Regions from separate parts of the Mus musculus genome. Here regions 1, 3, 4, 5, 6 and 7 are each linked to region 2. The links are chromatin contacts, called in public Hi-C, HiCAR-type, HiChIP or PLAC-seq and promoter capture Hi-C maps. All regions are on one chromosome and are shown on one strand. The core of a region is the stretch at or near the end of the contact, and the rest is flanking DNA. Distances in the headings are between cores, read along the strand shown. Region 1 holds the start of Aasdh (aminoadipate-semialdehyde dehydrogenase). Region 2 holds the start of Chic2 (cysteine-rich hydrophobic domain 2). Region 3 holds the start of Dcun1d4 (DCN1, defective in cullin neddylation 1, domain containing 4 (S. cerevisiae)). Region 4 has its middle 21 kb from the start of Gm34960. Region 5 holds the start of Sgcb (sarcoglycan, beta (dystrophin-associated glycoprotein)). Region 6 holds the start of Clock (circadian locomotor output cycles kaput). Region 7 holds the start of Paics (phosphoribosylaminoimidazole carboxylase, phosphoribosylaminoribosylaminoimidazole, succinocarboxamide synthetase).

Evidence for each region. Promoter capture Hi-C pulls out the DNA fragments that hold promoters and counts their contacts. Hi-C and Micro-C count contacts between places; a contact is called where the count stands out from the background. HiCAR-type assays count read pairs that join an accessible place to other places. HiChIP or PLAC-seq counts read pairs in DNA pulled down with a chosen protein or histone mark.
Region 1: a contact with region 2 is called in a promoter capture Hi-C map of pre-B cells, with 3 times the contacts expected there. The contact joins the promoter of Aasdh here to the promoter of Chic2 in region 2. A contact is called at or near these places in 1 of 39 promoter capture datasets (pre-B cells) and 1 of 115 datasets of contacts at active chromatin or transcription factors (pancreatic cancer cells).
Region 3: an H3K27ac HiChIP or PLAC-seq map of thymic regulatory T cells shows a contact between it and region 2, with 11 times the contacts expected there. The contact joins the promoter of Dcun1d4 here to the promoter of Chic2 in region 2. A contact is called at or near these places in 2 of 39 promoter capture datasets (hippocampal neurons and liver), 1 of 115 datasets of contacts at active chromatin or transcription factors (thymic regulatory T cells) and 1 of 9 other capture datasets (embryonic stem cells).
Region 4: a contact with region 2 is called in a promoter capture Hi-C map of hippocampal neurons, with 4 times the contacts expected there. The contact joins the enhancer-like site here to the promoter of Chic2 in region 2. A contact is called at or near these places in 3 of 39 promoter capture datasets (the 3T3-L1 cell line, cranial neural crest and hippocampal neurons) and 2 of 115 datasets of contacts at active chromatin or transcription factors (fibro-adipogenic progenitors and forebrain).
Region 5: a contact with region 2 is called in a HiCAR-type map of astrocytes, with 5 times the contacts expected there. The contact joins the promoter of Sgcb here to the promoter of Chic2 in region 2. A contact is called at or near these places in 4 of 39 promoter capture datasets (embryonic stem cells, hippocampal neurons, pre-B cells and 1 more), 1 of 484 Hi-C or Micro-C datasets (muscle stem cells), 4 of 115 datasets of contacts at active chromatin or transcription factors (astrocytes, embryonic forebrain, large pre-B cells and 1 more) and 2 of 9 other capture datasets (adipose tissue and liver).
Region 6: a contact with region 2 is called in a Hi-C map of liver, with 3 times the contacts expected there. The contact joins the promoter of Clock here to the promoter of Chic2 in region 2. A contact is called at or near these places in 2 of 484 Hi-C or Micro-C datasets (LSK cells and liver).
Region 7: a contact with region 2 is called in a FOXA1 HiChIP or PLAC-seq map of pancreatic cancer cells. The contact joins the promoter of Paics here to the promoter of Chic2 in region 2. A contact is called at or near these places in 2 of 39 promoter capture datasets (liver and pre-B cells) and 1 of 115 datasets of contacts at active chromatin or transcription factors (pancreatic cancer cells).

Annotation. Positions count from the first base shown.
Region 1 is chr5:76,903,934-76,907,289 of GRCm38.p6, reverse strand. Aasdh (aminoadipate-semialdehyde dehydrogenase) reads left to right here and starts at 1,814. Exons shown (of 16, transcript NM_173765.4): 1 at 1,814-1,867; 2 at 2,910-3,081.
Region 2 is chr5:75,042,517-75,046,163 of GRCm38.p6, reverse strand. Chic2 (cysteine-rich hydrophobic domain 2) reads left to right here and starts at 1,523. Exons shown (of 6, transcript NM_028850.5): 1 at 1,523-1,984. The coding sequence starts at 1,866.
Region 3 is chr5:73,488,909-73,492,739 of GRCm38.p6, reverse strand. It overlaps Dcun1d4 (DCN1, defective in cullin neddylation 1, domain containing 4 (S. cerevisiae)), which reads right to left and starts at 1,714. Exons shown (of 11, transcript NM_178896.5): 1 at 1,549-1,714. The coding sequence starts at 1,573.
Region 4 is chr5:73,781,483-73,785,030 of GRCm38.p6, reverse strand. No RefSeq gene overlaps it. Among named protein-coding and RNA genes, the nearest start is that of Gm34960, 21 kb to the left of the region's middle. Within about 2 kb of position 1,305, at least 33 of the 459 cell types and tissues checked have an H3K27ac peak or open chromatin away from gene starts, as enhancers often do.
Region 5 is chr5:73,646,344-73,649,869 of GRCm38.p6, reverse strand. Sgcb (sarcoglycan, beta (dystrophin-associated glycoprotein)) reads left to right here and starts at 2,133. Exons shown (of 6, transcript NM_011890.5): 1 at 2,133-2,195. The coding sequence starts at 2,157.
Region 6 is chr5:76,302,969-76,306,637 of GRCm38.p6, reverse strand. It overlaps Clock (circadian locomotor output cycles kaput), which reads left to right and starts at 1,846. Exons shown (of 23, transcript NM_001289826.1): 1 at 1,846-1,983; 2 at 3,136-3,214. Gm7467 (predicted gene 7467) reads right to left here and starts at 1,762. Exons shown (of 1, transcript NR_152171.1): 1 at 1,111-1,762.
Region 7 is chr5:76,949,069-76,952,607 of GRCm38.p6, reverse strand. Paics (phosphoribosylaminoimidazole carboxylase, phosphoribosylaminoribosylaminoimidazole, succinocarboxamide synthetase) reads right to left here and starts at 1,306. Exons shown (of 9, transcript NM_025939.3): 1 at 773-1,306. The coding sequence starts at 788. Ppat (phosphoribosyl pyrophosphate amidotransferase) reads left to right here and starts at 1,030. Exons shown (of 11, transcript NM_172146.2): 1 at 1,030-1,651. The coding sequence starts at 1,524. It overlaps LOC115486295 (a long non-coding RNA gene), which reads left to right and starts at 1,658. Exons shown (of 2, transcript XR_003955939.1): 1 at 1,658-3,539.

The sequences.
Region 1 (3,356 bases), core at 565-3,064, 1.9 Mb before region 2:
TCATGCGGAAAGAGGGAACCTCAACTGAGAAAACACTTCGTCGCATTGGGCATTCTTCTTGCTGCATGACTGATGTGGGCAATGACACCCCTGGGCAGGTGGGCTGCTCTTCCAGAGGGCCCAGGTTTAATTCTCAGTATCCACAGGGTGACTCAACAATTAACTCTGGTTCTAGACAACCTAGTAAGATCATTTTGTGGCCTTGCTCCAGGCACCATGTGTTGCATAAACATGCACTTAAAAGACCTATACACATAAAACAATTTTTAAAAAGGAAAGAAAGAAAAGCAAGCTAAGCAAACCAGTAACCACCATTATTCCAGTCTCTGATTCAGGCCTTGAGTTCCTGTCCTGACTTGTGATAGTGATAGTGCTTTGATAAATCTTGGTTCCCCCAAGTTGCTTTTGGTCATGTTTTATCACAGCAATAGAAAGCTAAGAGAACAAATACAACACTTAAAAAGGTGTTTGGCGAGGCCCATAGTACACAGGAAAATGTGGTTTTCAAACAGGTATTTCCTGCACTGTTTGGAGGGACAGATGAGAAGGCAGATCTGATTCCATGACAGGCTTCAAATTAGCAGTTTAGGAGACTAGGCCTAAGGTCAGGCAAATCAGTTACTAGAAGAAGAAGAAAAAAAAAGGCTTCAGGCAGTTAGTCAGAACTGCCCTGATATCTGAGACTGCCTGGCCACCTAGCCTGAGGTAAGGACAATGGGTCAGCAACAGTTTCCAGACTTCCTCTACAAAGATTTCTAGACTTCCCAGTAACAATGCCTAGAGATAAGTAAGATAAAGCTCTCCTACCCTGGAATTCCAATGTGCTTTCAATGGAGCCTGCGAGCTCATTTGCTTTTACTCTGTGTCTTTGTAATGGGGACGACCCCACCATGCTGAGCTACAGAATAAAACACACTTTGTGTTTACATACTATTTGAGTCCAGGGTGTCATTCTTCATGGACCCTTACAAGCTTCTGTTTTCCAGCAGATAAGGACACACTCCTTTGTTTTTTAAGGCACTGTATGTAGATAGTGCTTAGCCACTTCCACCTCTCCCCCCAACAGGAACCAAGACAAAAATCCCATCTTTCCTCTCTGCGAGGGCACAGTAACTCACCACAGTGGTGACCCTTCCCATTTATTGTAATAATTGTGCCATCGGAAAAACACACATCCAGGCATACAGTGGCTTTAGGGACTGCTGTTGACCTCAGACAGGCCTGGGTTTCCTCATAGGGAAGTGTTGTAAATAGCTGCAAACGCCAGTTAGGAGTTTCATTCTGACAGGGGGCTTCCCTGGCATACTTCACCGCTGCCATGACGGTCGCAACCAATCTTGAGTATGTTCCCAGAAGGTGTGGAGGGGATAAGCCAAATTTACTCGCCAATTAGGCGGTGATTACTTCACTTCAGCCTTTGGGATATTTCTACCCGCACTTTAAGGAACGAGGAGACTCCGGGTCTCGGAGATATGGCTCTGCTGTCAAGGAAGCTCACTGGCCATCCAGAGGTCCCTTCTAGGTCTCCAGCACCCATGTGGTGGCTCACAACCACCTGGGACTATGCTCCAGGGAATCATCGGCCCCTGCAGGCACACGGAACACTCAAATTCACGCAGACGCACAGGCATGTTGCCTGAAGCGTCACCTTCAGCGGCAGGGCTGAATCCGCACGGACCAAACCCGTTGGGCCAAACGCGGCGGAGACCTGTGCGCCACGTCTGGGCGGAGCCCCGTAGGCGAGAGCCCGCCCCCCGACGCTGGAGTGACGTCACGGGCGCCCGAAGATGACGCAGAGGTCCGTTTTACGGCTGCTGAGCGTCTGCGGCTGGGCTAGGAAGTGCACGCCACGCGCTGTCGTGAGAAGGTGGGGCGGGAGAGCGCGGGCGACCCGGGGAGACTTTGTGAGCTGCCGGACCCCAGCTTGGAGCGGCTGTGTGGGTCACCTCGGTCACCTGCTGCGCCACCTCTTAGCGTGGTTCCGAGAGCCAACGAGAGGCTTTTGTGATTGTAATTAAGGTGGCTGCGTGAGAAGTATAAGATGCAGACGGATAATTTACCTATATATATAATGCCCAGTATAGGGAGAACCCTTAAGATCAGGATCTGTTGGTGATTAAATGGCTTTATTTACAGTTGTACATTACCGAGCTGCTAATCTTAAGGCTATAACACGAAATTTGCTTGCTAGGTCATCCCTTTTCATGGCTCACTTGTTTTTCTTTCCTTTTCTTTTTTTTTTTTTTAATTTAAAATTGTGCGTGTGTGCGCGTGCAGCATGGTGAAGAAACAAAAAGGACCTTTCGGAAGTGGGTTCTCTCCTTCCATTATGTGAGTCCCGTGATCACACTTAGGTTTTCTGGTGTGATGGCAAGTTAGTTTCTCCACTGACCCATCTCGATGGCCCAAGTCAGTCTGAAGGGAGGGGAGGGGGACAAAGACAGGGACAGAGACATAAAATTCAATGGCTGACATGAATATCTGGACAAGACTGAATTTTGCCACTGGGAGCTTTTAAATTCAAAGTAGAAAAACTCCTTAATTATAGATTTTGTGTGGTGAGTTTTGTAGCTAGTTATAAAAATGACATTTTAAGAACTAAGTTATAGCCGGGCGTGTTGGCGCACGCCTTTGATCCCAGCACTCAGGAGGCAGAGGCAAGCAGATTTCTGAGTTCGAGGCCAGCCTGATCTACAAAGTGAGTTCCAGGACAGCAAGGGCTACAGAGAAACCCTGTCTCGAAAAAACAAAACAAACAAAAAAAACCTAAGTTATAGTCTTGTTATTCTACTGCTGTGAATTATGTTAGTAGATTATATTTTCTTGTGAGAAAATAGCAGTTACACGTGCTTGCTTTTTAGAGAAAAGGCAGCTTTTAAACAGACTTTTTTTTTTTTTTTTAATTTTAGGTATAGCAGTGTTTTACCTGCATGTATGTAAGTGCACCATGTTCGTGCCTGGTGTCTTCAAAGGCTGTGGGATCAGCCAGAACTGGAACTATGGACTGTATTGAGCTCCCCAGTTGGGTGCTGGTATGGAATCTGTGTCTTCTGAAAGAACAAGGACGGTTTAACTCCTGAGGTACATCCCCAGGTTCAAACTAGATTTTTGTAAAAATATGTATAATACATTAATGTGGAAAATTGGGCGCTTAACAAAATTTATTTGGGTATTCTGTGGTCTTCTGTAGGCAAAAATAGCAGGAGATACTCTACTGCAATAGCCTTTTTTTTTTCTTTTTCTTTCTTTCTTTTTCTTTTCTTCTCTTTTTTTTTTTTTTTTTTTTTTTAAAGATTTATTTATTTATTAGATGTAAGTACACTGTAGTTGTCTTCAGACACTCCAGAAGAGGGCAT
Region 2 (3,647 bases), core at 274-2,773:
CTTGGCCAGGGTCCCATAGGAAATGATAGAGGGCGATTCAAAGTCAGCCTTCAGAACTACCAAGTTAAGCTGCCTCCTGTGTGTATGCTCCATTGGAGCCTTTGACATACCCTCTGACTCCCACCCCCCTAGAGAATTATGGTTGCTTGCCTTAATGACAGAAAAGTTACTGCCAGAGACTGTAACATACATAGTCGCGCGTGCACGCGCACAGACACACACACACACACACACACACACACACACACACACACAGCTGACCACACAGTAGGTTCAGTGTTTATTGAATGAATAAATCTGGGAAAGCATAAGTCTGACGCATCGACTATTTTTCCCTGCCTAGCTCACTGCCCTTTTTTTTTTCCCCAGATCTTTCCAGGATTAAGTTGTCCAGCATTTTCCACTCTCATGTTAACCTTTGTACGTTTTCTGCTTGGACAAAGACCCGTAAACGAACTTGAAGGATGCGAACACTGCGTAGAGAACTGTTTGTGGACACTGGGTCCAGTACAACTCCTCTTTCCTTTCCAGACCAATGAGGAACTCTTGTTACCCCATGGTCCAGTTTGCCGTAGGAGTCCAGTTCTGTTCCTATGTTGTTTGGATGCTTGGCAGACTCTTGATTGTGAAACCAGGTCCAAGGTGATCCATGAGTCCACTGTTCCTCCCTTCCCCCATCCCCTCTTGTGGAGAAAACATTTTTCACTAGAGAGACGAAGCATACAACTGCAACTTCTTAATTGGAACACAGAGAACTTGTCAACTTTGTTAGGTAGTATTGATGGTGAGATTTCTTGTTAACAAACAAACAAACAAACAAACAACCTGGGCTAAAAGGACAGAATATTTGGCTTTGGAGATATTTTGGAAAATCAGGTAGGACAGTAGACAGGAAAGCACTGTTTGCCGGGCAGTGGTGGTGCACGCCTTTAATCCCAACACTTGGGAGGCAGAGGCAGGGGGATTTCTGAATTCGAGGCCAGCCTGGTCTACAGAATGAGTTCCAGGACAGCCAGGGCTACACAGAGAAACCCTGTCTCGAAAAACCAAACCAAACCAAACCAAACCAAACCAAACCAAACCAAACCAAACCAAACCAAACCAAACCAAACCAAACCAAACCAAACCAAACCAAACAACAACAACAAAAAAAAAGAGAATGCACTGCTTTGTTAATCTCAAGTTGGCAAAGTCAACCAACTCTGCTTCGCATCGTGGACTAAAAACGTTTTATTAAACCGGCAGTCAGATTCTCTGGTCCGGCCAGGGGCTTCGCCCGCTGTCGTTGTTTGGGCTACAGATTACTCCAGCCTGGCTCTAGGAGTCGAGTCGGGGTCAGCGCCCCCGATCCTCACAGACGCCGCCTTCCGGGTCGCTGACCCTGGAGCCGGAGGGCGGGGCCGCGCCGGGTGGAAGCGGAGGAAGAGGCCGGCGTCCCGGGAGCGCGCGAGACCGTCCGCGTGAACGCGCCCGCCCGCCCACCCGCGCGCCCGCGCCCACGCCCGCGCCCGCCCGCGCTCCCGGGAAGTCTCGCGATGCGGTAGCCGGCTGCTCCTGCTGCGGGTGGCTCGGGCTGTTGCTGTGGTTGCCGGAGTTGCGGCGGCGACGGCGGCGGCGCTGGCGCGGGCGGCGGCGCTGGCGGGGGTGGCGGCCCCGGCGGATGTTGACATTGTGTTGTTGTTCCTGCCCACGGTAATGGCGGCGGTGGCGGCGGCAACGGCGGCGGCCGGGACCAGGTCTCCTCAGTAGCCGGAGCCCACACTGCCGAGCGCCAGCTCCGCGGCCTCCGCGCCCGCCGCCTCACCAGCCGTTCCCCGCGGCCGCCCCAGAGCCAGGGCCCCGGGCGGGGGGCTCGCCGGCTCGGGATGGCGGATTTCGATGAAATCTACGAGGAGGAGGAGGACGAGGAGCGGGCCCTGGAGGAGCAGCTGCTCAAGTACTCGCCCGACCCGGTGGTGGTCCGCGGCTCCGGTCACGTCACCGTGTAAGGCCCTGCGAGGGCTAGGACGAGGACGGGTGGCGAGGCGCGGGCGGGGTGGGCCCTGGGACCCCTGGGGGTCCTCCTTTTCTTAAACCCCCGTCCCCGGTGACTGGCGCGGGACGGGGGCCTTGGGGGAAGCTCCGGCGATCAGGAAGTGAGAACTTGCTCTGCTTCCATTTGTTTAGGACTCCCAAGTGGGGACAGACACTGCCTCCCCTCCCTCCCACAGCCCCGGAGCAGGCCCCGTGGCCCGCGGGGATGTGTGGGGTCCCAGCCGGGAAGATGGCTCTTTAGGGTCTGCCTGATGGGCCATCGGTACAGGCTAGAGGTGCACACACTCACACACACACACACACACACACACACACATCTTGTGGGATCCATCTTTGTAACACCCCCCACACCCCCGTTATTCTTTGGGACTCTGCCTGACTTACAGCCTATTGACATATGGCTCAGAGGTCAGATCTGAGGTGTTAAGATCCCAGTGGCAGTTGGTAAATGAGATTCACTGTCGTGTGTCTATCACACATAACACGTAGGGGCTTCCCAGTTCCTCAAGAGTAAATTTCTGCAAAACTGATTCGAGTTGCTGTCAATTATGTATGATAGAAGTATACAGGTGGACGGAAAAAAAGAGGAGGATACATCTGTTTACAAGGAATTACAAGTACCGAGTTTCCTGTAATCCGGTCTGTTTTGGGACACGGACCTAGGTTGGCTTCTTTGATAAGGGCCCCTGTAAGGTTTATTAGCAACATCAAAAGTCCCAATATTATTCAAACAATAAGGGATGAAAGCATTCTGAAAGGTCGTGACTAATAAAGGAATGTAGACTTGGGGCAAATAATGAGTTGTCCGGAAGAAGGAAGTTTTGTAACATTTCCCTGATAAAATCCGGAGTTTGTACAACTTAGGGTATTGATACTCCTTTGCAGCTGCTATCTCCAGTTGAAAAGTCATCGCTCAAACTTCCTGTACTTGCATATCACTTTATCACTGATAGAAAAAGGCAGCGAGCCTGAAGCTGTCTGGAGCGCTTGTCATTGTTTTTTGGTGTAGGGTGAGTGGGGCGTGCTGTGGGCAAGGCGGTCAAACAGTGAGGCTCCTCAGAAGATCGGCCCTTGTGTAGTCATCCTGACTAGCCTTGTTGTTGTTGTTGGGGTGTGCTTATGTAACACCTTGGTGTCTTCGCACCTGTTAACGTGTGCATTTAGGTGATTTAACAGGGTAAAAACACTGCATAAGCATTGTTTCAGTACCTGGATAAGGAGATGGGACTTCGCACCATAATAACTGCTCTGTTTTAACTGTCAACACAAACTTAATTAAGGAATATAGCTAATTATGAATAATACAGTTTAAATGTATATCATAATGCTTTTAGTGTTATAACCTGCTATTTAATTTTTAGTTTAACTCTTAGGACTTTTTTCTTTTTCTTTTGAACTTAAGGACTATGGGTGCTTTTAAAAGCAATTACAAACAAACAAAAAACCGACACAGTGATAGTCCCAGTACTCAGGAGGCAGAGGCAGGTGGATCTGTGAGTTGCAGACTCCCCTGGTCTTCAGGGCTACATAAAGGATTTCTGAACTTTTTCATGTTGTCTGTGGTCATCCTTAAACTCCTCCTGTCAAATCAAAGCTGGCAGAAATTTATTTGC
Region 3 (3,831 bases), core at 465-2,964, 1.6 Mb after region 2:
ATTATCTTGGAGAAAGGCCAGGGCTTGGCCTGGGCTTTCCCTCTGCGGTGGACACTGTCCCAAGGAACCCAGGCATCTCCCGGGAGAGAATGCATTGAGTCTCCGCGGCATAAAGCACGAGTTAGTCAAGCAAGGAGGGTCCAAGGGGCGCGCTGAATTCTGGGACTCGTTTCCACAGTTACCCACGTGCACCCAATCCAACCGCGGCCCAGGGCGGCTGGGACTACAAGACCCAGAATTCCACGAGACTGCCTTTCCCTTTACACCGGCTCGGGGAGCCAGACCCTAAAGGAAACCCCTAAAGCACCCTCCCGGTGCTTCGGGCGGAGGTAGCTTCTCGCACGCGCGTTGCTATGCCTCCAAAGCGGCCCTCCGTACAAGGTAACAGGTCTTGACGCATCAGCCTCTACACCTGATGGCCAGAAATTAGAGAACTGCGTCACACACTGCCAAACCTACGGACCGCCGGGGACCCCGACAACCTCTTACGCCAATTCCTCCACCCCGCTTCCAGGACCCCTGCGGGTCGAGTCAGCTCGCAGACAGCGGCCTCCCGGTCCTGTAACCCCAGCCCGCGCTGACCTCGCTCCCCGTTGCTCGCCGAACGCGGAGGCTACTGCCAGCCTCGGGACACCTCCCGGGTACCCGGCCCCGCCCCCTCTCCTCAGTGCACCCCGAGGCTCAATGGTGGTCCCCTCCTAGGCTGGAACCGGGCCTCTCCAGGGAGGAGGCGCCTCCCCCAATGGACAGTCCAACGCTCCCCACCCCGCCCCAAGAGCACCGTACCCGAAGATGACAGCCCTCCCAGTCCCCGCTTCTCCCCACCTACTCTTCCTCCTAACTCACTCCGCACACCCTCCCCGACCCCTGTCCCAGCCCCCAAACTGCACAGCAGTCCTATCCGCCATCCACTCCTCCGGGGACCGCCTGTCCCAACACCTGCCCCCCAAGCCCTCTCCCCACTCCCGACCGCCGTCCCGCACACCGGACTCCACAACTCTCCCATCCCACCGCGGCGTCTCCCACTCCATGGCCCCCGTTACATCACCCCCCATCCCCTCACCGGCCCGGCCGCTGCCCCAGCTCCCCACCCATTGTTCCCGCCCCCGCCCCCAGCCCTCCTTCCCATTGTCCCCGCCCCCTCTCCCCTCGCACTCCCCCGCCTTCCCCGGTAGACCGTACGGCTCGGGCCCCGCAAGCCTCACCCTGTACTCGGACCGCAGGCCCTCTCCCTGCCCGCTCGTACCACCCCCGACCCCAGCTGCCAGCGCCCGCCGCCGTCTCCACCTCCGTGCACCACCGACTCTCGGCCCCCGGCCTTCCAGAATGTCCCCCCTCCCCCAACCGCGGAAAGCCAGCCAGTCCCCACCCCCTCCCCGCCGCCCCTGCCCCCGCCCCAGCCGCCCGCAGCGTCACGGCCCTCGGACTCCAGGAGGGGTTCAACCCGCTCCCGGGCCAGGGACTCCAGCGCGATCGGAACCGGAGAAGTGGAGAAGGGAGCGCAGGAGCGGACGCGGTGTGCGGGCCCGCTGGCTCTGTGCTACTCACTGACAGCTGCAGCATCCGAGTGCATTTTCGGGCAGCTCACACCCGCCTGCCGCCCGGGCTCCCGCGCTCCACTCGCGGTCCCCCTACCGACTCCCCAAACCTTAGCTCGCAACAGAGGACCGCCGGCTTCTTCTCCGGCCCGCCCATCCCGCCCTTCTCATTGGCTAGACCCCAGCCGGGGGACCGCCCCTCTTCGGCTCTCATTTGACCGAAGAAGTGCTGGTTGCGCCGCCTGCAGCTGGCAAGGAGGCCCCGCCCCCTAGACTGCAACGTGATTGGCCCCGGCGTCTCGCCTCCGACCGCCCCTGGTGGAGGCCACTGTTCGGAGCCGCAGGTTGGACCCAACGGCTGTCAGTCATTCAGGGGTCCGAAAGCGCGTGGAGGGGCGAGACTGGGGAATTGGTCCACCTTGACCCTGAAGCCCCGCCCTGTGGCGGGCGGATCCTGGAGCGGGAGACCAACCGAGAGCCCAGCCGAGAACCTGGGTTAAGCATCCGAAACAAAGCAGCCTGAGGGACCTAGAGCCAAGCTCCAGCCCACAGGGACTGGTGTTCCCTGGGAGGCCATCGGCCAGATCCCGCTACTGCCCGCGCCCGGGTCCCGCCGGTTCTCCTCAATCGTTTCCCATTGCGGAAAATTAGAAGAAGAAAAATATCTCCGCTTTCCTCCCCTTTATGCCACAACCTTTCTGTCCTCAACTTTGGAAATGCGCCTCTTTTTCAGAGTCAATTATTCAGAGTCATGCGTTACTTGCGCCAAAGGTTTCGAATGCTTCAGGCATTGAACGTCAGACACCTCTGCGGTCCCCAGACAGCGAGAGAAAAACCTAGTGCCACATTAGGCTCTGGGGTCAGCCTGACACCAAGATAAGCCAGGTCCCCTGACTATAAAAGTCTAAGAAACATAAGTCGAACCTGGCCAAACCGCTGTTTAGCAGAGGGAAGCGTTAATGGGGTTGTGATTGTTAAGTGTCCTAAATACTGCTTTTGTTGTTTCTTGGAGTTTTTCAGTACTTGAAAACCAGTTCTCCACAATCACAGGTAATGCAATAACGCTGAGATGTGCGAGGGTGGGCGCCCCGCCCCCACCGCAAACACACACTCCATGTCCAAACCTCGCTTGCCCCAACCACAGCCTGGACAGCCTGTAGATTCCGCCACACGCACTGGATGATATGACCAAAGATAACAAAGGGGTCCTGCGTTAGGATTCTGAATTCTACAGCCCAGGCTCTTGAGTTGTAGAGTTCTGAAATCCGGACAAATGTTACAAGCGCAAAACAGCTTACAGTCCTTGTTATCTACATCACTGTGTTTGTTACTGTGATATGTTCCATCTCATCGCCCTCTATTTCTCTGTAATTAAATTGAATCCCAATAACGCAATCTTTCATATTTGTCATTCAAATGCATATGATTCACTTCATCAAATTGCAAAATATCAGAATTGCATCTGAAGACAAGAACTCTTCATAGAGCATTCTTTTGGGTCTCCTTAACAGGACAGAGTCTTAGCCAAGTCTCATAAACAAAGGAAGGTACTTGTAGGCTCCTGGGTTGGGAGCTTCTATATTTTTTTAAGTGCTTATTCTGGGCAAAGTCTTTTTGTGTTCATTATTCTGTTCCTGATTTCAGCCTAATATAGTAAGAACTACAGTTTATTCGTGTTTCTGAGACTTTCTTATGTATAATATTTGTTGTGTTTGAGTTTTGTTTCCCATATTATTTTGCACAGAAAAGAGGTTTACTTCTTGGTACTTGTAAATTAAAATAAGCCCGTGATTTATATTAGTTATTAATCTGCTATATTGATTTATCTGCAGCAAACTTTATGGTTGTGAGACTATTAAACCTAAAGGACCTGCTGCCAGTTCGCTTTCTCCCTGCTCTCAGCACTTCCTTGACACATAGTATCCAGGAAAAATAAATAAATAAATAAACAGAATTCTAACCTATGCTGGTTCTCAGCTGTTTCCACTAGGTTCAGTCTGACCAGTTTCAAGTAAAATACAGATTTACCCAGATCGGGGTAGGGGGATAGTGTGTAGGTTCCAAATAGTGGCCTCCACCAAGGACAGTCAGAGGCAAGGTGTCAGGGCCAATCACAGTCCGCTAGAGCTAGAGAACTGAGAGGAAGTACTCTTTCTTAGTCGGCTGAGCCTCACTACTGCACAAGTCTCATGAATAATAAAACAACTAAACGATGCTCTGTGAATATCATCCAGACATTTCAACCATCCATAAGAGTATAAATCTTCATGGTCAGGGAACTTGTTATGACTGT
Region 4 (3,548 bases), core at 56-2,555, 1.3 Mb after region 2:
AAAGGGCTGCAGCACTAAAAGTTGAGAACCACCGATACAGATCACCACAGCCTCATCACCCACATATTTACAATCGAGCCAACACACCCCCAGGTCACCTATGCACGTTAGATGCATGTGGTTCACTGACAGATGCCTCGGTTGCTTCAGGGTCACTGTCTATGTGGGGGAAAGAGATGTTTACTCCTAAGAAGAAAAGTAACACAGAACAAATGTCACAGGCAGACAGCTTATTCGGTAGGCAGCATGAGATTTCCAAGTAGAGACTAATGGTGGTAAGTGGGTGTGTCCAAAGAAAAGATGAAAGAGACATTGATGAGGGACATCATTTCAAAGGTTGCTACCCTATAGCTGGAGACTTATCCGGACAGAGAGGCAAATGTGAGAAAATTTGAGGCACCCTCAGAGTCGGCTAGCCTGATGGATCCGGTGGCTTGCTATGTCACGTGTTAGTCAAGGGACTTCAGAAGCCAAAAGAATGGACTGAAGCTGGTGGGCAGGTGTCATTTCGACAGGCTGTGAATGTCCAGGTCCTGAAGGAGCTTCCCTTATGTATCTGAACACATAGGGAAACTCTGGGTTGCCCTCATGCATGCTACTGATCATGTGCACAGCCTCCGTGGAAGGACATTCTAGAAGAGAATAGCTGTTTTTAATCCCCTCCCTCCGCTGCCGCCTCCCAAAGCTGCAGAACAGATAGATACTAAGTCATTGTGATCAGACTAAACCACGATACTCAAGAAAGCTCCATCTCTCTGGCCTGCCTGTTGGGATGCTTTGAAAGATGAGGTGGGGAAACCGCGGGCCTCTGGTAATTATCAACACCTGCTCTTTAAGCATCTCCCCTCTCAGAGCAGGAATTGCCCCAGAGCCAAGAGGTAGAGAGGGGGCCAGAACTGTTTAGGATGGTGGCCTGGTGAATGTCACTTCTAGAGACCTCTCTGTGAGGTCACAGCCCTTGCTGTGGGAATAGACTATCGGCAAAGCTGGGAAATGACTGACCCTTGTCTTCCAGGCCCTCCAAGCTTCTTTTGTGCTTGCCACTAAAGAGTGGAAACCACCACTCACAGCTTACTCACTCGGTCTCCGGGAGGCCCTCACAGTGCAATTTTGCTGCCAGGACTCCATCCCAGAATCCTAAATGAAACACCTCACGCGCAAATTGTCTGCGCCTCGCCAGCAGCCTCCATGCAGCGCTGCAGCAGTCCCAGGAGTCTATCCTCAGGTGCTTCAGACTCTGAAAGCTCAGAAGCGCCGGTCCAATTGTGTAACTCACTCTCCTACCCAGGTTCACACTCTCCCGGCATCCCAGAGTCTTGGTTGAAGAGTTCTATGGTATGACGACGCAGAATGGTGGTCCTCCGCGTGTCTCAATCGGAAGGATGGTATAAATGTAAAAGCCAGCCCCTGCCCCAGGCCCATTGACTCAAACACCCTTGGGACAGAGCCTCTGGGTGGTTCTGATGTTTGAGAACCTCTGATGTTGCTATTCCGGCCCACCGGTCAGACTCAGGATATTACTCCTGCCCTCTGTGCATCCTAAGGTTTAGCTCAAATATGGAAGAGATTTTACCAAACCTGTCCACCCTCTTGAGGATTCCATGGCTCTTTTACAAAAGAATAAAGAAACCCAGGTCTTAGTTAGGGAGAACTCATTCAGTGGCTTGTAAGGAATGGCGTCTTGTTGCTGTAGGTATTTTTTGTCCTAACTCCAGACATTCCATCAATCCTCTTGGTCACAAAGGCAGAAGGATGCATGTCCAAAGACCCCAGCCTGAAGAAAATTCCTTTATCTCTAATCAACCGATCCTTACTAAGAAACCAAGGAGATGGGGATGTCAGAGAAGGCGTTTAAGGGGAGAAGTTGGGTTCAGTGCACAGTGTGCCTGCCTTTGTGTGCACAGCTGTAATTGGTTAGTGTGGACAAAGGAGAAGGTCAGCCTTGGGGTGGAAAGGAGACATCCCATCGAAGCAAGGCCATCCTGCCCACTGGTGCTGGGAAGAGAGACACTGTTCAGACCCCCAAGACCTAAGAGGGAATTTAAGTATGGTGTATACATTTTCCACACAGGGAAGCAGAGGGCAGGGAGGCCAGACGGGGCGGGGCCAAGGGACGCTCAGGAGCCAGCACAGCTGGGAATAATTAGGTGCGGCTGCAGCATTCCAGGCGGTTGACAGGTAATAGAGCTTGGTAGACTTACAGTTGGTAGAGCTTCAGAGACCTTTGCCCTGGAGGTGTTTGGCAAGTCGCCTCTTCTGTATTATGACTCTACGTCTGACAAAGCTGTGGAGGTTTCCACAGTGGATGCAAAATGCGTGCGTCCATCATCATGACACCTCTGGAGGAGGGGACTGTTTCTATTGGGTTGGTGTTGCAGCGGGCAAACTGTTCCCTGACTGCCCACGGTCTCTTCTATTCTCAGCTCAGGAAAACACAACCAAGGAGAAAGCTTTGTGTCCTCCAGTGTTAAGGTGCAGAGCAACCTAGGATTTATGTATAATGATTCCCCAGGGGCAGAGTCTGCAGGAACACCAGCAGTGCTTGTGTGTCCTCTTGGCTGCTTCCTCCCTGTGACTCTGGGAAGGAGCGCCATGAAAGTGCTGAGGTGTTTCTTAGGAACGCTCCTCCACGCCCTGCTTCCTCCAACCAAGTGTGCTTTGTTGAAATAAAATCTGCATGCTGTTATCCCTAATTTTCCAAGTCCTTGCTATGTTACATTGGGCCAGACACCCTTGCTGTTAAATGTCAGTTAAAACCTAATGAATTTAACAGCTCTGACAAGTTTAAATGAGCTCCCACAGAGACTATATAATTTGCTTCGTGTTCTTACCTGCTATGGATCACTAATTCCCAAATGAGAGTGCTGCAGACACATTTTTCAAAAAAAAAAAAAACAAATTTCTATTGACTTTCAAAGAATGTAACCAATTAGCACACGTTCATTATAGAGAATCAGAAAAAAAATCAGAAGAAATATCACCCATATCTGCCTAGTTACACTTCTGTTATGAAACTGTCTAAAAGAAACTCAGAATAAATGGCTGTCTGTGGTGCCTATTAGCATACCCAAGTGTACTCTGGCCTCCAGGCTCATTCAGTAACCGTTGTGAGCCACCATGTGGTTGATGGGAATTGAACTCAGGACCTCTGGATCAGTTCATCACAGGCTGGAGGGAAGTTGTCGAACCTTTAGGAGTTGGAGCTTCATTAGAGGAAGTGGGTCACTGGGACTGGGTCTCAAGGTTTACAACCTAGCCCACTTCCTGTCTGCAACCAGCTGCCTCAATCCCATGCCGCCATGTCTTTCCCGCCGTGACGGACTCTATTCCGTCTTAAACCAAGTCTCTAGCGTCTCATCTGGTATTGGATCACAGCAATGGCAATGCACCAGTCTCACAGAGGGAAATTCTTCGCAGTCCTGGCCGCCAGTTTTTCTCTAATAGTTTGAAGACTCTGAGTTACTCAGCTTTCTGCCACTGTCACCAAACATCCAAGGCACTCGTCTAGAGGCATTGTGTGTTTCCGGTCATCATTTCTGAGCTTTCAG
Region 5 (3,526 bases), core at 884-3,383, 1.4 Mb after region 2:
TATTTATGCTCCGTATTTTATACCCCTCCCGGTCCACCCTTTGACTGTTCCACACCCCACACTTCCTCCCCAGCCCCACCCCTGTCTCCACGAAGATGTCCCTACCCTCTCCCTCCCCAACCCCACCAGACCTCTAAACTCCCTGGTGCCTCCAGTCTCTCGAAGGTTAGGTGCATCTTCTCTGACTAAACCGGGACCCAGCAGTCCTCTGCTGTATATGTGTTGGGGGCCTCATATCAGCTAGCATATGCTGTTTGGTGGTCCAGTGTCTGAGAGATCTTGGGGGTCCAGGTTAGTTGAGACTGCTGGTCCTCCTACAGGGTCACCCTCCTCCTCAGCTTCTTCCAGCTTTTCCTTAATTCAACCACAGGGGTCAGCAGCTTCTGTCCATTGATTGGTTGGGTGCAAATATCTGCCTCTGACTCTTTCAGCCGCTTGTTGGGTTTTTCGGAGGGCAGTCATGCTGGGTCGGAGGGATGGCTCAGAGGTTAAGAGCATTGGCTGTTCTTGCAGAGGACCTGAGTTTGGTTCCCTACACATGTTTGGTGGCTCATAACTGTAACTCCAGTCCTAGGGGGTCTAACAGCCTCTTCTGACCTCCACCAGCACCAGGCATGCAGGTGGTACATATACATATCTGCAGGGAAAACATTCATACACGTATAATATCAAATCTTAGAAAACAACAGCAGCCAGAAGAAGACACATTGGCAATGAGAACAAGTGGGTGACCTGTCAGTAACACCTCAGCAACGAGGAATCCAAGGAGAAGAGACCCATCTTCAGACAGTCAAGGTCCATCTGACTTCAGAAAAATCCATTATTAAAGTACCTATGTGGAGACATGTTAAAAAAAAAAAAAAAGCAAGGTGGGGCTTCTTATCTGCTTAGAATCTGGAGTGCCAGGCAGCTCTGGAAGACATTTAATAAGTTCCATTATTGTGAGTGATTGAGACTGACACAAGGTTAGAAACAGAGTAGCGCTAATCAGAGTATGGGGGCTCTGAAGAGAATGTGACATTTGGTGGGTTCTTGGGGGACACAAAGGAGTATAGCTGTCAGAGAAAAAGGAAACGACTTGAGCATAGTGAATAGTGAGGCACAGGAACCCAGGAGCAGTCAAAAGCCTTATTGTCAAAGTTGATAAATGGGACCAGAGCCAAGCTATTACCCAGACACCGCCGACTTTCAAACCTGTGGGTTGTGATTTACATAGTCTTCCTGACTAAAACGCAGGTTCGTCCCAGTGATAGAGCCAGGCAGTTTTAGCAGTTGGGGAAGAAGACAGGACCAGGCAAATGACCACATAGATACAGCTTATATCCGAAATCAGGCATGAGAGAGGGGGAAGGTTGGGAGACATTTGCTGTGTGTCAGAGTATTTAACTCCACAGCCAGCCAGCCATCAGAAGTAGGCGAAGCAGGGAAGCTGAGTTAGAAAAGCAAAATGACCCAGTACCTGGAGAGAAAAAGCTGAATCAGACATCTCCCTTGGGTGGCCTAGGGTAGTTTGTAGAAACTACTCATCATCTGAGGAGTTCTTGAACTTAGGATGCTACTCATTCTATTGTTTTCAACTTAATCAGTGCAGAGAGCAACCAATGTGCACCTGACTGTCTCCTGGTGCTCACTGTGAGTCAAGTTAGGTTCCTAAGGACCTAATATAGTCTCCAATATTAAATGGACAATCTGCCTCTAATGCCTCAAAGAAAGTGCCAGACTTGACTTCACAGGCTTCCAGAGGAGTTGAGGGGGAAGAGACTAGTTTGATTTAAGCTACCTAAAGTTTCCACTTGATCTGCACCCAAGTCTCACCCACCAGTACACTCAAATACTCCCTTGCAGTTTGTCACAGCTCAGGACAGGACAGTATCCCAAGACGGGGAGTTGATATAAAGGTAAAGGCATGTTTTGGATTTTGAGGGCGTCCTTTCCGAAGAACTTGAGGATGCCCCAGAGATCCTTGCCACACCCATGCAACCCGCGGGCGACTTACGGTCGTGAGGGACCGCCCTGCAAGGATGTGAACCTACACAGAATCTTGCCCACTCTGGATTTCTTTCGGGGGAGTGGCGAGGGCGTGACAGGGCGTGGCCATCGAGGGTGTGAGCCCCACCCCAGTGCCAGAGCGCAAGCGCGGGCTGCGGCGGGCCAAGATGGCGGCAGCGGCGGCGGCGGCGGCAGCGACCGAGCAGGTCTGTGAGCCTGCTGCGGCCGGCCGAGGGATTGGGAAGCCGGGTGGCCCGGGCGACCCCACAGAGGGCGGGGACGACGGAGGGCGCGAGGGCTGGGCTGGCGGAGCGAGGCGGCAGGGCGGGGCCGCAGGGCGGGAGCTGTCCGCAGCCAAGATGCTGGCGAAGGCCGGGCTGGATCCTGGGCAGCGGCTCCCGGCCGGCCAGAGAGCGGAGCTGTCCCTCTGCGGGAGTGACACGGGTCATGGCCTGCGGAGCCTGCGCCTGGACGTGCCTCTCCGCAGCCAGAAACCATGCGGATAAAAATAACGTCAGTCGGGGCCGGGAGGCTGACCGATGCCAGCCAAGTGGTGGTCAGCTGTTGCCTGGCGTGGATCGTGGCCAGGTCTTGCTTCTGCCATTCCCCGCCCACTGTGGTTTCTCGGAGATTCAGATACTAATATAAAACTGACCCGTGTCTAGTGGGTTTAAGATTACTTTTTAAGAAATGCGTTATCAAGTGTTTCCTGGTCTTCGTTGTGAGCCTAGAATAGTTTAAAGGCTTCCCTTCAGATATCAAGCTGTAACTTAAGCACGCACATAAGTGTGTGTGCGGGTGAAGTGTGTGAACACATGCTCGTGCAAGTAGTTGCTAAAGTGACTTATTATAATAAAAAGCTATTTTTGTAGTCACTTCTTTATTGTTGTTTCCCTTTGCAAATAACCAGTAAGCTGGTTTCTCTTTAAAAGTTTCATTTCTTCGAAATCACTGCGGGGAGAAAGTGAATGAGTGAAATTGATATGCAACGGGGGAATAGTTTCTTAAGTGGCTAACATTTTAGCGACAGACCTATTAAATATTCGAGGACTCATTCTAGGGGGTATGAAAAACAGACCTGAAATCTGCTAAACAAGCACGGAAATCCTCTATGACAATAGGCAAGTGGACTTGTTGGGAATGAAGCCATTCCTTGGTTTTCCTAGTTTACCCCTTACAGCCTCTGGGTTAGAGGGGTCTCAGTTCTTCTGTGCATGCATCTTGATGCTCTGAGCTTCTATTCTACCGGAAAGTTACAGTGGTCTGCCCACTTGGCTACCCTAACCAGAGCCGGCCTGCCTGAAGAGAGCTAAGGAGAAACAAGCATTGGGCTTAATGACCAGCTTCCCTCAACTTTATAATTCGAACATGAAAGGTTGCTTTTTGTGTTTGGGATCCCACTAACTTTGTAATCTATTCTGTTTGGGAGTCAGGGTAGGCCCCCCGCTGTGTCAGTCACTGGGTCCTGGCACTTCTGCCCCTTAAAAAAGCTTCTCCCCCAGCTTCATCAACAAAGGAAGATGTTGGTATCTTCTTC
Region 6 (3,669 bases), core at 597-3,096, 1.3 Mb before region 2:
AAACTATGAGGCAAAACTTTTGTTTACTGGAAACACAGTGTTAAAGTTGGGAAATTAAAAAAAACTTTTTTTTTTTAAATGAGGGAAAAGTCGTAAACTGAACCGTGGGAAATAGTCAGACAGTGACAGAGGACTGAGCAGAAAATCAAGGGATTATCAACAGGTCTTGGTAAATAATTAAACAGAGAATGTGAGCGAGGGAGGAGTCACAGGTGACTAAGAGGACAATGAAACCATTAAAGGGGGCAAAGGTCATTTTGATATATATATATATATATATATGTATATATATTATATATGTATATAGTGTGTATACACACACTAGAGGAACTATAATAGAAAAAGAGAATGAATAAAGCCAAAACATTTGACCCAGGGAAAGCATTCAAATTCATTTGGCTGCAACCTATTTACCAGCCTCAGTACCCTTACCTCCTGCCCCTTTTTTACTACCAGTGATCAAGACACTAACTTGTAGATGGCAGAAAAGCTCTTATTGGTTTTAAGCAATAAAACAAACACATTCACGAGTTTATTGATTACTTTAACTGAACTTTCCAAAGGAATCTAGCCCACATCGATTTCAGCGCTCATGCATCTAGGCTATATCACCATGTTTTAATCTGTTTTCTGGTTTTTCCCTTCGTGGTGCCTGCTCTTTCATTAGTCACACAAGAAAAGATTATTTTCTTTCAGTATCAGGTTCACTGGGAAACAATCTTCTTGGCAGTAATTGCCAGCCTGAGACAGAGAACCCAAGGTTTCCTCCTCCACAGTGTCCTGCCTGGACCACAAGGACAGAGTGGAGAATGGGTGGGTTCAAAGGACGTGAACCTAAGCGAGCAGCAGATGGATTAGGACAGCAGAAACTGTGCCTTTCGATGGCGAAACGGTACAAAGACTGCCAAGGAAAGATTCTCCTGGCAGGGTTCTGGCTACGTAGCCAGGAATTTGAGGATTCTCCTCCTAGTTCACATTGCTGGGGGGGGGGGGGGGGGATCGCAGCTAATTCCTAGTTTTGAAGTTGGTTTTTTTTTTTTTTCTTTCCTGAATATACACCAAGAACTTAATTCTTATTGAGACAAACATTACCTTGTAGACAGGATTTTTGGAGCTAAAGAGTATAGGTTTATTTATTGCCTTCTGTTTGCTGTACGAGTTGATTTTTAAAAGAAATTGCTATGAATTAGCTTCTTTCCCAGTAATTCGGGTGCAGTAGCTAAGAAACCAGTGTAAACTAGGGTCCTGGTTCATCCGTAGCGCCATGCTCATCTTTTGCAGTGCCTCCTGCCTTTTCATAAAAGGAGCAAACACATCCCGACCTTTTGCTTCCCTGGCTACAGCCGAGGTCACTTGGGTCGTCCAGGTCCATCTCGGGGAGCAGCCAGCCTAGCGTGTCTCTAGGAGCCGGGAAACCGAGTCCCAGGCATCCCACGAACCTCCAGGAGAGGAAACCGAGCACTGGGCTGGAGAAGTCTAACTTGGCGTAGGCCAAGCTCTCTGCTTTCCCGGGGACAGAGGCACCATTCCAGGCGGCGGCTCCCACTGGTTGGGAGCGCCGCATCCCGGGGAACCGCGAGCCGCCCAGGGCGCTGCGGGCGGCCGCACCCTCCGCTAGGCCCCGCCTCCCGGCCTGCGAAGGGAAGGGGGCCTCGGGGCATCCCGGCTTCCCTCGGCGGCCGTGGAACGAGCTCACGCCGGCCTGCAAGAGTGGGATTTCCTCGGGTGCCCGGGATCCCCAGGCGCGGCTTCGGGGCTGCCTAACGGGGAAAGTCGCATGCGCGCCCGGCGCGCTGAGGGAAGGCGGCCGCGAGGGGAGGGGCGAGTGCAGAGCCTGGCCGGCCGCGGAGCCCCGCGCCCACGACGCATGCGCCGGGAGGCAGCGCAATCACGGACTCGGCTGGCGGCTACCGGCTGGAGAGAGGAAACCCCGGACGGCGAGAGCGCGAAGGAAATCTGGCCGCCGCCGCGCACGCGCTCCCGGTGAGTGCGCCCCACCGGGTGGGCCTCGGCCCGGCGCGCGGCGGGCGGCTGGCCTGGGTGGCGCATGCGTGCTCCCGGGTTCCGTGGAGGAGGGGAAGGCCGGGAGGGGGAGGAGCGCGGCGGTAGCGGTGAATTTTGAGGGGTGGGTCGGGGGCGCGCACTCGCCGCCCCTGGTGCTGCCGGCTCCCGGAGCCGTGGCGTGTCCCGGCTGTCGCCGCTCGGCTGTCGCGAGCCGCCGCGGGCAGAGTCCCGGGCGGGGGAGGGAGGAAGCCGGAGCCTCAGGCACGGTGAGGACGCGGGAGGGCGCGGGGGGCAGTGTGTGGGACCGGGGCAGGGAACAGGGCGCGGGGCGCCAAGGGGGTGCGGGCCAGGCCGGGAGGCAGGAGCTGCGGCCGGGGTCCGGGGACGCGGAGAGCGCGGAGCTCTGGAGAGTCGCGCTCAGCCGGGCCTGCGCCAAGTGTCCCGGGGCCGCTGGGGGTTACCTGCAGGGCAGGGGGGCGCGGTGGGTCCCGCGGGCCCCGGGGGTTCCGGGGCCGCGTCGCGCTTGAGACTGGGCGCGGGGTTAGCGCGGGGCAGGCCGAGTCGGCCGCCGAGAGCGCTCGCGCCCGGGACCCGCTAGGCCTTGTGACCCACTTTATTCCTGTCACCACTCGGGCACGTTTGGAGCGGCGCCCAATGGGGCGCTGGGGCGGCCAGCTCCTCCGCGGAGCCCCCGCCCTCGCGGCGGCCGGCGCGCGCCGGGATCCGCAGTCCGAGCGGCGGCCGCCGCCGCCCAGGGCTGGTTCCGTTAATGGTCCTGGTTCCGGGGCTCGGGCCGCGGGCTGCTCTGGGCCCCGGGTGTCCGACTCGAGTCGCGTGCGCCGCGCCGGGCCGCGCTCTGCCTGTGGGGCTGGCCGTCCTGGATGTGGTCCTGGCTGTCCCGGTACCGGGAGTAGCGCCACGAAGTTTGTATCTTTGTGGGGTGTTTTCTGCCGCTGTGGAAGTCCGAGGTAGTCAGCAGAATCCTGAAAGATGAAGGAAGAGCTTTGGCCTCTGACCTGACAGATGACAGATCAGGCCGTGGTGTTTTGATATTGCAATGCCGAACCACACACTGCATGAAGCCTTTCTAGATGCTTTAAAAACAACAGACTCTGGTGTTTTCTATTGCAGTGAAAGAAAAGCACAAGAAGAAACTTTTACAGGCGTTGTTGATTGGACTAGGGCAACGATTCCCAAAATCACCAGCAAGGTAATTTCCCTTGATTGCATTGTTGTAGTTTTAAAAGCGACTAGAGAAAATTACAGACCATCCCCATTCATATCTGATTGAAAAAAAATGAATAGGCTGTAACTTAATTCGTGACTGTCTCTGAGTCCCACAGAACACTTGAAATCTGGTTTGTTTTAAAATCTTAGGAGAAAGAAACATGTGCCTAGGTTAGCTTGAAGAACTGGCAGGATCACCTGTGAAAAAAAGGACACAAAAAATTGTCATATAGTGAAAGAAAGCTGAATTGTGTCCTGTTGTATGTGTAACTATATATAATCTATATGTCCATATTTGTGCGTGTGTGTGTGTGTGTGTGTGTATATATATATATGTGTGTGTGTGTGTGTGTGTGTGTACACATATAGACTACATATAGCCTGTGTTGCTCGTCAATATGAGGAAGTCCTAGAATAAATACTAGAAAACCAATAGTT
Region 7 (3,539 bases), core at 57-2,556, 1.9 Mb before region 2:
TGGGGAAGAGGTTAGATTCTAAGATTTTTACTAGTTTAGAAGTACTGGCGCTGTGGATTGTCTCAGAAAAAGTCTGGCCCTAATTCCCAATTTTATGGAGCTGTACTACCTATAAACTTCAGGGTGGTTTTCATAGGTGGGAAAGAATGTTGGAGTGCCCACAGGATCTGCTTCCTTATTAATCTAGAAACTTGTGTTGTTCCAAGACAGTGTTTTGTTAGTGGATAAAGTAACTTTGCACTCTCCACACCCATATCCTAAGGGTGTTACTAGCCCACGCCCACAATCCCAAATTCCAGGGATTGCAAAGAAGCATCTGATCAAAAAATTTTGGACCTGTTTTCAAACACTTTAAACTACGAAACTTGCAGTAAAGGAGATTATTGGCATATTAACTTTACCAGAATAAACAAAAACCCTGATAGATTTTCTTGGTTGTTTATCTGCTTATTACAAGGTTTCTAGGCACTTGGTTAGTTTCTGGCCATTTCACCTTCAGAGTACTTTCCCACTCTGCTACTTTCCTTCCCGTCCCGGGGCCTTCTTTTGGCTATTTAAATAGGCTCTGGGTGCTTAAGAGTTTAACGCACGTCTTCCAGCGCCTGGACCATGTGTGCAGGCTCCGGGCCCCAGGCGCCGTCTTGGGGAACCCGATCAGGCACTTTGTCGGAAGGCCTGCATCCGACCTCGGGGCCGCACGTGTATGCGTCAAGCCTGCTAGCTCTCTGACGGAGGGCTGGGGGACCCTAGGGTCCGAAAGCAAGTTACTCACCTACGGCTGTCGCCATTATCCGAGGTGAACTAGAGGAGCAGACCGCGCGGGAAAAAAGGGCAGTGTTCTGGAAAACAAGGGCGACCACAGGATCAGAGGGCGGGAAAGGGAGGTGCAATATCAAGGACACGCCCTAGCCCCACAGCCCACCGGCGAACCCGAAGTACCGGGCTGGCTGTGCTTGGGGCTGGAGTCGTGTCCCCAGGCTTCCCGCCGCGCAGGCGCGCTGACGCGACCCCGCTTCCGGGCGGCCCCTCCCCGCAGGCAGCCAAAAAGTGGCGCGCATGCTGCAAGGCCCCCGCTGGCCGGAGAGGTTTCTGGGTTGGAGCGGACCAAGTCCTGACGGCCGGGGGACGGCGTGAGACCAGGGGGCACGAACGGCTCAGGTTTTCTGAGGGACCCACGCGATCAGCTGCGCCACTCTCATCACCTACTCCTTGGGCGCGGGAAAATAACGGAGCCTCCCACGTGCAGAGAAAGTAGCGATCCTGACCTCGGCCTCCTCCCCACCTCTTTGACTCCGTAGCCCCGCCCCTCTCTTTGCCCTAGCTGATTGGCGGAGAGCGGGAGGCAGAACTGGTCACGCCCCTTCTATGAAGCGCGCCGCCGCAGTAGCGAGAACCTAGCCCGCCCGGGAAGGAGGCAGTCAGTAGCGCGAGCCTCTTGAGGCGTTCGATAGCGGAGCGGACAGCTGGTTGGTGCTTGGACCACGCCGCGGCAGCAGGTCCCTCCACGTGCTTTCCGAGGCGCCATGGAGCTGGAGGAGTTGGGGATCCGCGAGGAATGTGGTGTGTTTGGGTGCATCGCTTCTGGAGACTGGCCCACGCAGCTAGATGTGCCGCATGTGATCACTCTGGGACTCGTGGGGCTACAGCACCGGTGAGCAACAGGATGGAGGGGTGGGGGTGGAATGGCAAGTATTTGCACAGTTCCACGAGCCGCTTCCCAGCTCTGTGCTACGGGGAACGCAAGACAATGAGGGTGGATCATGACTGGGAAGGGGGGATCAGGGCTAGGAGGGTGAATCTCGAGAATCAAGTCAAGTACCTACTCAGGATATTGACCAAGTGGGGGTGGGGTACACTTTGCCTGCATAGACTTTAACTTAGGCTGTCGCGTTGCTCCCGAGTGCTCTTTACAGGTTAGCTCCCAAGAATGTGCATCTCTCGTCGCGGGTTAGTTACTCTGGAGTTTGCTTTCACTAGCCAGGTTGGGAAGGGACCGTTCAGATCTCCTTGAAACTAGAACTGTTCTAGAGATAAGCTTCTGTAGGGTGGTGGTGCTGAAGGTCCTGCAACACTTGAAGGTTTTTCTATTTGTTGTTGTTTTGCACGGGGCCTCCTGCTTGCAAGAGCTTTGTTTGCAAGGGCAGAGCTACTGAGCAGATTTGTCAGCCTGAAAGCAGTTAGAGGTTTGGAGATCGTGAGTTTAAAAGTAGTTATAGCTATGAGAAATTGGGAGATGCCTTTGGGGCAAACAAAGAAAAAAAGACCTTTGCCTCCATAATTTGTTTCTTGACTTCACTGACAGTATTATGGAAATAATACAAACTAGGGTTTTGTCTCTCTTCAAAAACTATTCTATCACGGAGTTTTACAATACAGTAGCAACAATGTCTAGACCAGAGCTGGGCAGTAACCCTTTTTATCAATGTGGGTGCTACATGCATCACTAATGATTATTCTTACCAGACTTAGCCTAGAAGTTGTCCTTTTGCAGAGTCTTATTTGACATTCTACATACTCCGCATACATTTATTTAAAAAAAAGCATCTGGGGCCACCCTGTGGTGGCGCATGCCTTTAATCCCAGCAACTGGAAGGCAGGGGCAGGTGGATTTCTGAGTTCTGAGGCCAACCAGGTCTAAAGAGTGAGTTACAGGACAGCCCGGGCTATATATACAGAGAAACCCTGTCTTGAACCCCCCTCCCCCCAAAAAAATTGTTTTGAGAATGTGTGTATGTATATGGTGTAGGGGACTATGTTTTTTGTTGTTTTGTTTTGTTTTTTAAATTAGTTACAACTTGCTGGGTGCAGTGACTAGCTCAAAGCACTGGAGAGGTCTGCAGAGGCAAACTGATCTGGAGCTTTTGAGGCTACATAGCAAATCCTAGGCCTGCCATAGCTACAATGAGGCCCTGTCTCGATAAACAAACAAACTACAACTTATTCTTAGTGACTTGTCACTATGTTATTATGTTTCCTATACTTACTTTTTTTGTTTTGTTTGTTTTTTTGAGACAGTTTCTCTGTGACTGGCTGTCCTGGAACTGAGTTGGCCTTGAACTCAGAAATCCGCCTGCCTCTGCCTCCCCAGTGCTGGGATTAAAGGCGTGCGCCACCACTGACCAACCCTATACTTGCTTTTATATGAGAAAGCTATAAGATTAGATAAGGTAAGGACAATAAAGATAAGATGTGTTAGTGAATGGATTGTATTTTATAGTAGAGTTCATAATATCAGCCCTGGCAAACATAGCAAGACTAGTCTACCAAAAGAGATTGACTTTATTAGGATAACTTAACTAAACCAAGCAAGCCTTTGGTAGGAGACTAGTGTTGAAAATATGACTGTGGGTTGTTTTGTTTTTTTCTTTTTCTCTTTTTGTTTGTTTGTTTCTTTTTTTGTTGTTGTTGTTTTTGTTTATTGAGACAGGGTTTCTCTGTGTAGCCCTAGCTTTCCTGGAACTCACTCTGTAGACCAGGCTGGCCTTGTGCTCAGAAATCCACCCGCCTCTGCCTCCCAAACTCTAGGATTAAAGCCGTGT